2 separate regions of the Mus musculus genome follow, and region 1 is linked to region 2. A link is a contact called in public HiChIP or PLAC-seq data. All regions are on one chromosome and are shown on one strand. Each heading gives the region's core, a stretch centred on a gene start, on an enhancer-like site or on the middle of the called end of the contact. The rest is flanking DNA. Distances are from core to core; before and after follow the strand shown.

Evidence for each region. HiChIP or PLAC-seq counts read pairs in DNA pulled down with a chosen protein or histone mark.
Region 1: a contact with region 2 is called in an H3K4me3 HiChIP or PLAC-seq map of embryonic limb bud, with 2.5 times the contacts expected there. The contact joins the enhancer-like site here to the promoter of Fibin in region 2. A contact is called at or near these places in 4 of 39 promoter capture datasets (the SN4741 cell line, cranial neural crest, macrophages and 1 more), 2 of 484 Hi-C or Micro-C datasets (embryonic fibroblasts and embryonic stem cells) and 3 of 115 datasets of contacts at active chromatin or transcription factors (embryonic limb bud, heart atrium and neural progenitor cells).

Annotation. Positions count from the first base shown.
Region 1 is chr2:110,483,349-110,489,916 of GRCm38.p6, forward strand. No RefSeq gene overlaps it. Among named protein-coding and RNA genes, the nearest start is that of Slc5a12, 110 kb to the right of the region's middle. Within about 2 kb of position 3,498, at least 37 of the 459 cell types and tissues checked have an H3K27ac peak or open chromatin away from gene starts, as enhancers often do. A contact at or near this core is called in embryonic limb bud, where this site is marked.
Region 2 is chr2:110,358,382-110,364,926 of GRCm38.p6, forward strand. Fibin (fin bud initiation factor homolog (zebrafish)) reads right to left here and starts at 4,612. Exons shown (of 1, transcript NM_026271.1): 1 at 2,544-4,612. The coding sequence starts at 4,414. The coding sequence ends at 3,761. The region is part of intron 2 of Gm30319 (a long non-coding RNA gene); the gene reads left to right.

The DNA of each region.
Region 1 (6,568 bases), core at 2,248-4,747, 120 kb after region 2:
TTCTCTTAATCCTACAACCATATTCATTTATACTCTCTTGTTGTCCTGCTCTTTAATATCTTTATCTATTTATCTTATTTTCATTGCTTATTATTAACTTCCTTAATTCTTTCTAGATTAAAATCTGAATATGGAGCAAAACCATGTATATATGAGAAACTAAGGGCTGTTTAATTTGATTTTGGGCAGAATTTCCACGCTCCAAGCGCACATCTTTCAGGAAACTCATCCTATGTCTTCTTCTCCATTCGCTTCTTAGATTTCTAGTGAGAGTCATGGGCTAAAATCACATCTTCTCAAAAGAATGTCTCTGGGATCCTCTTTCCCACCCAGACACCTGGCCATCCAATGAGAAGTGGTATCAGAGATGAGGATTTCTCAGTGTAAGAAGACACAAGGAGGTGCTAGTGTCCACATGATGCATGCCACTGTTTGATAGTGAAGAAGGCATCAGCTTTTCTGTTTTCTAACTGACCTGACTTTATCTCTTCCAGCCTCTTCTTGTGCCTCTTGTCAGCATCATCCATGACCTCAGCTATCCCGTGATATCGGAAGTGCGCACATGTGAACCAGGTGCAGGAAATGGAGATATTTCAGGCTTCCATAATTGTTGCCTTTGTTCTTCTTTTCTATTTTGAAACTTTTCGCTTATGATCTTGAATGGGGGTTATTCATTGTCTAACACTTCAGCAATTTTTTTAACCCAAATTTGTGAGATTATATTTTAAAATTAGAAAATCTTTGCTTTAACCTAATTTCTTTTTTAACAACTGAATTTCTTAGGGGTCAAAGCTTTGTTTGTTTGTTTGTTTAAATGAGGGGACACCATACTGATTAAAGTTGTCTCCAGGAAAAGAGGCAAGTTGGATAGTTTACTGATTCAAATCTTTGTGAATGGGTTTGATAGTTTAGAAAATAAAGCCACATACATAACCTTGAAGAATGTCAGAGCAGCCCCAGGCGATAACTGCAGCCTGGGCTGTGCTGTTATTTCTTAGATTAGGACATTATGATCTGACGACACAGAACTGCCCCAAATTGGGAAAGATTTGGCTCTACACTATTTTTTTTTTAATGCGAAACCAACTCATAGGTTATCCATGCTTCGGGTTGCACTGTTGCATACTTAGTCTTCTTTGAAAACACTAAACCTTTTAGATTAATGTTGAACTTTTCCTTCTCTGGCACTAGCCATACTTTTTGGAAACACTAAGTCCTGTTGTCCTTGCCACCTGTTCCTTCTGTCTGCCACTTTATAATCACCAGACTGCTATTGCCTCGTTACCTTGGGCTTTAGTTGGAGAAAACACAGTCATCTTGCTATGGACTTTATTAGTTTTCAATAGGAGTTTGCTAACAGAGGAGTCCCTCTAATATACATTGTTATGATCTCCCCTGCTTACAATCCACAATGATTTTATTAGTGTACACAAAAAGCTCAAACTTCTGGGGCTGGAGAGATGGCTTAGATGTTAAGAGCACTGACTGCTCTTCCAGAGGTCCTAAATTCAATTCCTAGTAAACACATGGTGGCTTACATCCATCTGTAATGGGATCTGATGCCCTCTTCTGGTGTGTCTGAAGACAATGACAGTGTATTCACACATAAAATAAATAAGTCTTAAAAAAACATTTAAATTTCTTAGGTAGTAAACATGACTTTCAATAACAATATTGTCTTTTACACTGCATATTTCTAGTAGTATATCCCAACTACAACATTATACTTGCCATTAAAAAAGCATTATGCAGTGTGCAGTTGCTAGGTTAAAGTACTCAAGTCATTCCAAAAACTCCACTCTTAAAATTTTTAGTTCAAATATTCCTTAAGAAAAGCTCTTATTTCCTTCCAGTTGAACTAGTCCTTCCATATTCTTCCATGGCTTTTGGACGGGTTTCCATTTTGGTTCTCATTGGACTCCGTGTCTATCTTCCCTACTAGGCTACAAGTTTGAGAGGTTTTGTTCCTGCAGGTCATTCTTTATCTACATTTCAGTGCTCTGCAAATTGATGCTTATATAATCATTGTCAACTTAGTTTCCTTGAGGACCTCAGAATATTGAGTTAAATTTCGTATTGCTTCCATTTTTATTAAAATTATTAATGCTATTTAAAAGGAAAAATATGACCAAGTACATTTTCCCATAATGATAACCAAGTTATTTTTTTAAAATGATGCATATAACAGTGTTTAGAGAAATTAAGAGGCAAATTAGAGGTCCAGATCGAATGCTGATGGCTTTTGACGTAGGCTAAAATGAAACAACATAGCCTGAAAAGGAACAAGTAAACTTTCAGATTAAATGCTGTGGACATAAGGATAAAGGGAACTTAAAATAGGTATTTATTTAGTTCATATCCTTGGAAGAGTTTTCCCTCCCTCCCTCCCTCCCTCCCTCCCTCCCTCCCTCCCTCCCTCCCTCCCTCCCTCCGTCTCCATCACAACAGAAGGATTGTAACTCAGAGACATTTAGTAAAATTCAACTAAGGAACATATTTACACTATAGGCTACTGTGTTTACTTGGACAAAATGGACAAGATATGCATGTATGTATGTATACACGTATATATGAATGTATGTATGCATGTATGTATGAAAACATCACAGTAAAACTCACTTCTTTACCTAGTAATGTAAAACATAGCAGGAGGGGGTAGGGAATCAAGGATGGTAGAGCTGATTAGACGATATCAAGGAGGCATTTCTGTTCTATTTATAATTTTGCTCTCACCAGCCCCCCAAAATAAGAGGCATCTTTAAGTAGAAATATGGCTCAAATCAGATTTTCAACAGAGGACCCATTAGGACTCCCATGCAAAGCCTTACTGTGTTCATAGGCACATTCTGCAGCTTGACCTGGACAGAAGCCCAGAAGGGAGGTGGGCAGACAGGACAGTTTTATACAATTGTTTTATTTAATTGACTAAATTATGATATAATAGTTAATCTTGAATCTTTAAAACATAAATCTGAGTAGAACATGCTGTGTTGGAAACTAAACCACAGTAGCAATGTGCGAAGTGTCTAATGACAAACGAAGTTCTTGACAGGGCTAATTACCAGCTGCACTGTAATCAAGACTGGGAGGCAGTAACGCCGGAAAAGGCACTGGAGCTGCAGATCAAACCCACGGCCTTCCATCTGCTCTGTCTTTAAGCTCCAACTACCTTCTTTTAAAAGTTCAGGGTTTGTCTTGAGAGAAGCCCCTTTGGAATCTTGGGAAATCCAGAAGGAACTGGTGATCAGGGGTGAGAAGGCTCATGATTTGCTTAAAGGTGAAGCCCAGAGCATTTTTACACATCAAACCTTGTGAAGAGTGTTGGCTTCCCAGCGCAGGTTCCTCAGGCTCCTTATAACTTAGAATTTTTCATCCAGTCATCTCTTGTGATTTCCACTGAACACATTTTATTAGGTGCAATAGCTGGATCCTGCTGTCTCTTTCTCTAGGTCTGGAGTCAGCTTATGAATGAGGGCAATTCAACCTCCACAGCACGGCTGGGAGAAAATAAATCTAATGAATTCAGGCTGTGAGGGGAAAAGCTGTTCTGGGTCATTCGCATGGGGAACAGAGAAGAAAGGAGACAGTCAGCTGCTACCTGGCAGCAGCCTGGAGCCAGGGTGTCGTCTGGACTTGGGTTTCCTGCTGGAGTCAAGCAGGCCCTCTGTTACATAAGGCCTTGGTGGCTGCTCCAAGGCAAAGCCACTGTCTGCGGGACACACCCAGGTCTGCTCTCAGGAGCCCTACTTTATTTCAGCAAACCACTCCTGTTAACAACCCTTCTTTTTAAAAAATCTGACATGCCCTTGCCCGGTGCACTCTTCTCCAAGAGAAAGTGAGACAGAACTGCCCTGAGATTGAGCCTCAGCAGGGATTGCAGTGTTCCAGCAGGTGGACTGCCCAGATAAATCAGGAGGAACCATTAATCAGCACCAAGAGTTATGTTCACAGAAGGTCCACGTCCAAAGTCCCAGAAAAGCATCATATACATTCTTCTCAGAACAATGTGAGTCCTCCTCAATATTTATTGAGGCCATAAATAAGAGATATCAATATAACATTGGACTGCAGCTGCAGTGAGAGGCAAAATATTTAGTAATGGCATCCACAGTGAATCAAATCAAATGAATGCTAGAAATGCGTAAGGCCTTGCTCTACTTAGTGAGTCCTCATAGACAATCCATCTTGTCCTTAGTGTTTAATTTACTCGGGCTTAAAAGTCTGTGCTGACATTCATCAGATACTGACCTTGATTATATCACCTAAGTGACACTTTATGCAACATTATGAAATATAACAGTTATTTGTATTTTTCAGAAGAAGGCATTACATGGCAAAACAATCTGCACTTCATAAGGACACAAAGTAAACGTCAAGATCAACAGATGCTCACCTGTCGGCTGCCTAACATCAGCATTGCCTACATTGTATTATTTATATGGAGAGATGGGACTACTAACATTTTAAGCTTGGAGAAGCAGGGTATGGTTTAAAAAAAATTCTTCCTTTGTTCTTGTCCATGTGGTGGATTTTCCTAGTTAATCTACAACGCATAGCTAAGGACATACAAATAAGAGAAATAGAAATTTATTTGAGTCAGAACGGTGGAAAGGAGGGAGTGTTTGTTCTCTTCCAGTGTTTGTTCGTTTCATGCATGTTTGCACAATATGGACTATGTGTTACCCTTTCAGAGACTAGTCTTAAAGTCTATGTCACGGCTAACTGGGCTCCCATCACTGATCTTGAAGCACCGTTTGCACTGTTTTTTTTTTTTTTTTTTTTTTTTCCTTGCTTGACTGCGTCAAGCCCTTTCCCAGCTATGGCCAAGAGCAACATGAAGACTTTGAAGCGGGGTTTACAACCTTGTTTTTCTTTTACTAATATAGCACACTGTTCTCATCATCAGCCCGATTTGGCTATTGACATGGTGACAAACTGGAATGTTTGCTCAGAGATCCAACAGTGAAAGAAGGCAGCAAGACAAAACAAAACAAAGAGGACAAAGTGTTCGGGACAAGTAGGTTTCTCCCAGAAACATCTACAAAACGAAATCAAATTCCTTCAGTGCTCTAAGAGAGAAGTCTTTATTGCCATAGAATAAGTACAGGTATTTTATTTTATTTTATTTTATTTTATTTTATTTTATTTTATTTTATTTTTTATGTTAGGAGCACGTTGGAAGCATATATAGTTGGCTGTCATTTTTCCTTTAACCTTTCAATGGTCCTTCCTTGCTTTCTTTCAGGTAGGAAATTTTTTTTTCTATTTTTAAATTTTTTAACAGAACACACATTTTATGTTCTTTTTGATTATTTAGCTCTTTCTTCAGCTGAACAGTCACCGCTTCACAGAGAGTTTTGAACAGCCTTGTCTCAATAAAACTGGCACATCCCTCTCTGTGGCCTTACTCTCTCATTCTTAAGACTGACTTTCTGTAGTGAGTCAGCATGAGAGTGCATAGTTTAAAAAAAATAGAACCTGACTTTACTGCCGTATCCTCACTGATCTCCAGTGCCAGTAAAAAGATCATTGGAATTAGGATATTCGTAATAATAATATTTTTGAGACGAAGGAAAATCTTTTTTTCTCAAAATTTTAATGAACCATAGTGATATAGTAGATATCACAAAGGGTCTCGTATTGATACCAGAAATTCTTGGTTTTGTAAAATTTTAAATATACTTTAAATATTTTCAACTGTAGACTTAAATGTCTTAATGGATGCACAATTACCCATATTTATAGGATGATTCATATACACAGCACAGGGTAGATGGAATTAAAGTCATAGGTAGTTCGCATTCCCTAACACATCCAATCTTTTCTTTATGTTGGGAAGCTTCAAATGTGTATCTCTAAGCTCTTTACACATTACTGTGAACAGGTTCTGTTCCTTAGAGAATTTGTCCTTTGTGCAAATATATCTTATTCTATTTTATATTGTTTTAAAAAGCAGTCTTCATTGTAGGTAAAGCAGTAAAGTTTACATGTTAGATAACACTATAATAAAACAATGCATTCTGCTTTTAAACAGAGAAGGAAAGAAGAGAAAAGTTTTAGGTTACAGAACCCCTCCCCATAGAACAAATTTCTTTGTAATTCAATTTTTCTCAGTGAGTAAAGGATATGAATGCGTTCAGTGTCGAGTCATGTCAAATTCCTCGTGTGTTCATGGTCAGTAAAATGGAAAAGAAAGCTCACTTTTCACAGTCGTGGCCTCAAAGAAAGAACATATGTTGGTCTATTTTAGATGCAAAACCAACTGCTGCTACTTTAATACATCCAAAGTTGAGTTCACAGGTTTATCTCAAAGAAATAAAAAATTATGAGAGAGCTGAAACTCCAATAAAAATAGATTTATATTCTCTTTTGTGACTTGTGTCCTTTCAATAGTCAGTTAATTACCTGGAAAAAAAAAATGAGTTCCTGAAAAAGACATATACAAGTAACGTTACACAGACTGAGCGGGTTGTATTTATGTATTTAGGAAGATGTATGTGTGCACATATGCAGTTTTATACATGCAACAATGATTAATGGAAGAAGATGCCTTGAATTTAAAAGAGCA
Region 2 (6,545 bases), core at 3,362-5,861:
AGACAGGATTTCCTCACTCTTGAGTTTTTAAATGGGGGCTGGGGATCTTTACCCACTGAGCAATCCCAGGTCAGGTTTGAATTTTGTTTTTCAGTTAAAGAAACTTGGTAGGCACCATTTTCAATTCACAGAATGTTTATTATATATCCTAGCATAGAGGGTAAGCTAGTGAGTCCTTCTGCCCAATTTCCTGCTGGAGGAAAGAGAAGAAATAATCGGGCGGCTAACATGGAAATGCAATAGTCGAATTACCAGTTTTTAATATTTTGACTACATTCCTAGATGGCTCTGAATTCTGGGGAGAGTTACTTTACCCCCCTTGTACCTCAGTTATCCCATTAGAGAAATTAATAAAATATACTGTTTTTCTGAACATATTCCTGAGAAGATTATTTTAAATATATGTGGGAAATTCTTCCTGTTGTGTCTGTTCCATAAGTCTTCATTTTTGTCTTTATTTAGCAAAAAATGGTTGACTGAATTTCAGAACACTTAATGGATTCTTTGAAAGTTGTAAGGCTAACACAATATAAGATAAAATCTAGAATGATGTGGGTGTATTTCAGATTTTTAAAATTTAAACAATATTTATTTGTTTATGTGTATGAGAAGGCATGGATGACAGTCAGAGGCCAGCCTGTGGAGTTGGCTTTCTCTCCTGTCACCTGTTGGTTCTGTGGATTGAATTCAGGCCATCCAACTTTTGTAGAAAACACGTTTACCTTGTGATCTATCTCAATGACCCAGGTCTAAGAAGTTTTGAATGATTTATGAGGCTAGCTGTATTGGTTAAAAACAAGTGATTTGTTTCTAATATACATACATACACACCCACCCACCCCATATATATATATATATATATATATATATATATATATATATATATATGCACATATATATATATATACATATATACACACACACACACACACACATATATATATATATATATACACACACATATACATATACATATGTATATATACACACACATACATATGTGTGTGTGTATACATTGTGGACTGTGAATATCAGTTATAGATAGCTTCTTCTATAGGATTGAACTCAGTGCTCTCTTTCCCCTTGATAGGACCCTGTCTGGCTTGAACCACCTCCACTCTGCCTTTGTAGTGTGCCTCACCAAGTGTCCAGAAGCAACAGAGCCTGAGAATCATGGGATGATCCTTCTAAGAACACAATCTAAAAGAAACCCTTTCACTTCTCAATGGCCTTTCTCGGGGTATTTTATCACAGCAATGTAACACAACTAATTCAACTGTTTAACCGAATGCAATTTCTCACATTATTTGTTGTTACAAAGAAAAAAGATAAATTACTTCTTAGTGATGGCCCTTACTAGCAATATTGATTTTTCAAGCATGTTAGCTAATTTTTTTTTTACTGTGTCTAATAACAATAGCTACAACAATGTGATCGCTTTCTGTTTTAGATAACACTTCAAAAAGCGTTTGAGTCATAGATGAAGTCCAGAGGTTTTGTAATTTCCAAGAATTACCCACAGCTTAGTTTAGTACCTGGCATGGAAGAAGTGGTTGACAAACACTGGCAACAAACAAAACAAACAAACAAAAATCCTAGGTTGCAAAGATGAGTTTGTAAGTGGCTGTCTCAGAAGAGAGTATGTGGTTTATGTCTGATTCTCACACATTTCATTGTCTAAGAAGTAAAGCCCAATGCTTTCAGCAAGTATCTATCACGGTATGAATAACCAAGTCTAATGTCTAATGACAAAGTAGGGAGGAAGGCCTGGGTCCCCGCCATAAGGTTAGACTGTCTGTCGAGGTCTCTTACCACCATCTCCTTCTTACCTGGAAATTCTCATTTTCTGTCCGAGATCATCTCCACAAGACTAGGGGGATCACAGGCTGCTTATTTAGCCACTATTGAAATATTTTGGTTTTGTTGGAATACATAATATTAGCACAAAAAGAAGCTTGCCCGTAGTCTGTTTCAGTGTTCAGGTCTGTAGCAGATATGTCATCATACCTCTTCCTGCTCCCATGGGGATATCTCTATATTTTAGCAGCACTCAAATTTGTGCCTATGAGATCCTTCTTAACATAAGCTGGTGGGCAGCCATTAACAACTGATTGAGATTGACATGCAGAAGAAAAACCATTTTCCAGCCTCAATACATTCCAATATCCTATTACAACAGGCAAAATAAGAAGATTCCATTTGATTTGTCTGTCTGTATGTTGTAGCTGAGTGCTTTTGGGGCAATATTGTTATTTTCAGGCTGGAAGCAATCTGACTTTACAAACTCAAGTACCAAATATCATATTTGTTCTGATCAATATTTTTTGTCCTTCCTTTAAAGAAGGAAGCCCTTTAAAGTAACCCTGAGACAAATGTATATAGCAGATAAATCCTTTCTTTGCATAGAGGATAGAAAAATGGGATCACTGCTGAACAGAATGTGAACTCTTGCATACTTTGTGTGTGGATGCAAGTGGAAAGAAAGTATATTTAAGGTGGTGATAAATATTGGCCCAGGGAAGAATTGAAATAAAATGCATTTTCACATTTTAATTCATTTATTTTAAGAGCATAGAAATAGCTTTCAAATTGTTAGGCATCACTAACACAGAATGAGTGCATAGGAGATATGGACCTTTGTCACACATTTCCAATGGAGTCTATGAAAAATGAGAGAAATTTAAGATTTTTCCATCAGAAGAGTGGAAATCAAATGTATAATTCTTGTACAGGCTAGATCCCACTACCCCTTACTAGGATGGTGTATGTGAGCAGACAGGGTAAGATACTCAAAAATACAGCACCTTCTCCCTCTGTTTTTCTTTTTAAAATCTCATCCTTATCATATACTCTGATAAACTGGCTTCAATCCTATCTCCCCTCTCCTTTGCACTAGTCCCTCTCTGAAATATGAGAGTTATGACTGTAAACTAGAAAAAAAGCCAGTATTATATGAAAACATTTATTGGCTGAGTAATAAAATGTACATAAGGGATTTCTATAGTTAGACCCTCCCTCTGGAAATATAAGTTTTCAATAAACAAAAGGAAGCAATGCTATCTGAGTCCAAGAAGAAAAAAACATGCTGACAACTTAAATCATAGACACTTGAGTGTTAAGCAATCTGTTTCTTTGATGGTGAAGTGAAAGACACATCATGAGTGGGCAACCACCCTAAAGTTTTGCTATCTTAAATGTTGCATCTTCAACTTACACAAACCCACAATGGAACTTTGAACATCTTACTGGTGGTGATTTGCATGCAAATTCTCAATAACACTCTTACAACAAAACAGAAACAACTAAGAACATGGTAAATAAATAAGAGCGAAAGGAGAATCAATGAACTTCCTTGTCTGGCAGGCATGCCACACACCTGGGACCTCATCTGAAAATCAGGCATCTCAGCCTTCAGAGACCAAAGAGAAGCCTGCTGATGCAAAGGAGCCACGCACCTCGTCCCCCGCCAGGATGTGGAAGTTTAATCAGTCTTTCCACACAAATGCATCCTTTAGATGGAGTCGAAAGAAGAGATTCTGTTAGAGCAATAAAACCCTTTAGGAAATAACCCAGGGGTTAGTTTAAAATTGCTTTTTTTTGCAAGTGAAAAATCCTTAATAATAACATAAATAATGCACAAAACCAAACTAAAATCAGAATAACTCAACTTATTAAAATTTTTCTTTCTTTTCGAAAGATGACTTCAGACGTGTTCTGAAAGTGCAAATTTGGATAAAATGAAGCAGTTACAATGGAAATATTAGCCTGTCTTCTGTGCCCCACCCTCCAGATAGTCGCTTTTCAGTCGACCTAAGCGGGTCCCATGGCTCCTGATGGTATGTGCCAGCAGCTCGTATTTGTCTCTGAGCCCCACAGAGATGTCCAGTGTCTCCTTCAGCAAGGACCTGGTGTGGACCAGCATCCCCAGGAAGTCCTCATTGAGTCTGCTTTCCTGCCGGCTATCCTGCTCTTGGCCCTGCTTGAACTTGCTTTCCAGCTCAGTGAGGGACTTGTCAGAGTTGGAGTAGGCATCCCCGATCTGGTGGGACTCCCGCCTCAGGTACTTGCCATAGCTCTCTTCCCCATCCAGGTCGTAGGAGATGCTCTTGCTGATGCCCTCCAGGACGCGTCCAGCATCCTCCACCTGGCGGCCCAGTACTGTGAACTCCTCTCGAAGAGTGAGGCTCAGCAAGCTACTGGCTTGGCCCCCTTCCCCCTGGGAGCAGCGCCTGCGATCACTCACCCTGAAGAGCAGCTGGCATTTCTCGGGGTCATCATTCTCCTCATAGTCTCCATCAGGCACGAAGTAATGATGCAAAGTCCCATTAGACATTTCTGGGTACAGGGGGCCATCAAAGTAGCCTCGACACAGGTGGCAAAAGAAACCCATCCAGATCAACTTCGGGAACACCATTCTGGATATTCGGGAGAAGCGTTTTAGTCCAGGAACAAGGAAAAAGGTTCCCCCGGGTGTCAGCGGCTTCGGGAGAAGGCGCCCTCCTCAGGCGCAGCTCGCTTGCCGCTCTCTGATCCTGGTTCCTCCACAGGCTTCATGTGGCTCTACGCAGCAGCGGTGTGCACCACGCTCCTCAGCGTCCCTGATCCTCTCTCTACTGAGAGGCTGGACCTTTGCTGTTTTAGCAGGATAGCCCGACCCACCGACTGGGGACCTGCTGCTCCAGGCGCTGGCTTTGCGGTCACCTTCGGAGTTCCCTCTGGCTCCAGGGAGACGGAGCTAGTAGCTAAGGGAAGCTGTTCTGACACTGTTTCAACCCCTGGACTGGGTGGGAATGCAGCGTTTTCTTTCCCCTTGGCTAAAGATATCCTGAGGATTGCAGGACTCTCAAATTACAGCTAGTTTCGTCACTTGGAAGCCAAGGAACAAATTTGGAAAGAAAGCTTTCACCAGTTCCTTTATTAAAGGTACAGGGTCTCCTTTTTTCAATCTTGAAAAAGGAGACCCTGTACAATAAGACGTATCTTGAATGGGGATAGTAGAGGATAATTATAAACATAAAATCCAGCTGCTATTAGCATATTTAGGAAAGAGGTGATTGCTTCAGAGAAATGGCATTTCAGACATTTAAATACCAGATGAGAAATGTATTTTTTTTTACTCATTTTCAAAACGTTATTTTTTAAATAAAAAATTTGAAGTATTGGAAATAGTTTTGTTTGGAAATGGTTTAAAGGTTATTAAAATCAATACTTTTGAAACAAAATGAATATAGATAACCGATTTTTTATATTCATAGTGCATAGTTACTAATAAAAATAAAAATAAAAGTTTCCAGTTTAATCAATAAGAGGACAACTGGGACCTCTGTGTAATCTATTAGATAACGTTCCAGTGAGCCTTACTGAGTCTTTTGTGTAGTATTTGACTGCTGGGGTCTCCTGTCAGTTACTTATGAGGTTGGAATATTTATCTACAGTTAGAACGTTAAGCAAATTGACACGATCTCATAGATTGTATTCAACCATTAAGGTACAAAGATTTAAATTTAAGTTAAAAAAACCGTACTGCTTTGAAAGAAAATATTTTTATTTTAATTAATTCACAAATAGTGACATTACCACAGCTGGTTTAAAAAAGCCACCCAAACACGAGTCCAGCTGCCAGTTCCATAGCCTCTCCATAAATACACATGTCCTCAGAACACCATGTTCCATAGCTATTCCAAAGCAACGAAGCTCCTGCTAGTGTTTAAGTTGTGGATTCAGGCAGTACACATTCTCTGCCAATGCTTTTCCTGTTTATATATTCATATAACTTGTCCATCCCAGCTAATTTCTTCAACTTGTACTTCTTGATTGAACTAACCCATTTCTAAGTCTATACTGTATCAGCAGCACATGGAAACCTTTATAGAGTTTATCTCCTAGATTCTGGGCATATTTCCCAAACTGTTTTGTACCTTAAGAGCAAGGGCCCCCAGATTGCTGCTGAGCTTGCCGAGTTTCTCTAGGCTTCTGGTAAGTGATGCCAAGGTTTTATAGGCTAGGAGCTACCATAGTCACTAAAGATCCAATGATGGAGTAACACAATACATGCCCCACACGGGAGCTTACAGCCACCCTGGACACAGTGGCTGCCATGTGGTCCATCAGCCCTGTTTTTGGAAACAACAGCGATGTTTCTGTTGTTCTGAATTCTAGGTAATAGAGCTGCTGTTGCCAGATGAGCGTCAGTGCTGACCTGGGTGCAGCTCTCCTCTGAAGGATCCTGATGGACGTCAAGACCCCTTAAGACTTGTGATTTCAGCTTCCATGTGGTATCCTAAGAGCCGTTCTTGTGCCTAGAAATATGAAACAGGAAAAAGAGCACTAAATTTAAAAACAAATAAAACCCCCCAAGCCCTCTTTTTCCCAAAAGAGGCCATTTTTAGGTTTTAATTTATGAATTGATTGTCATAAATGGCCATTTGATAGGCCATCCATTTAATCAAATATTTATTGAACATTTATTATTCATCAAGTTCCGTTTCTGGTATTGAGAATACAACAATGAACATAACTAGAAACAAACCATGGCTTTCCTAGAG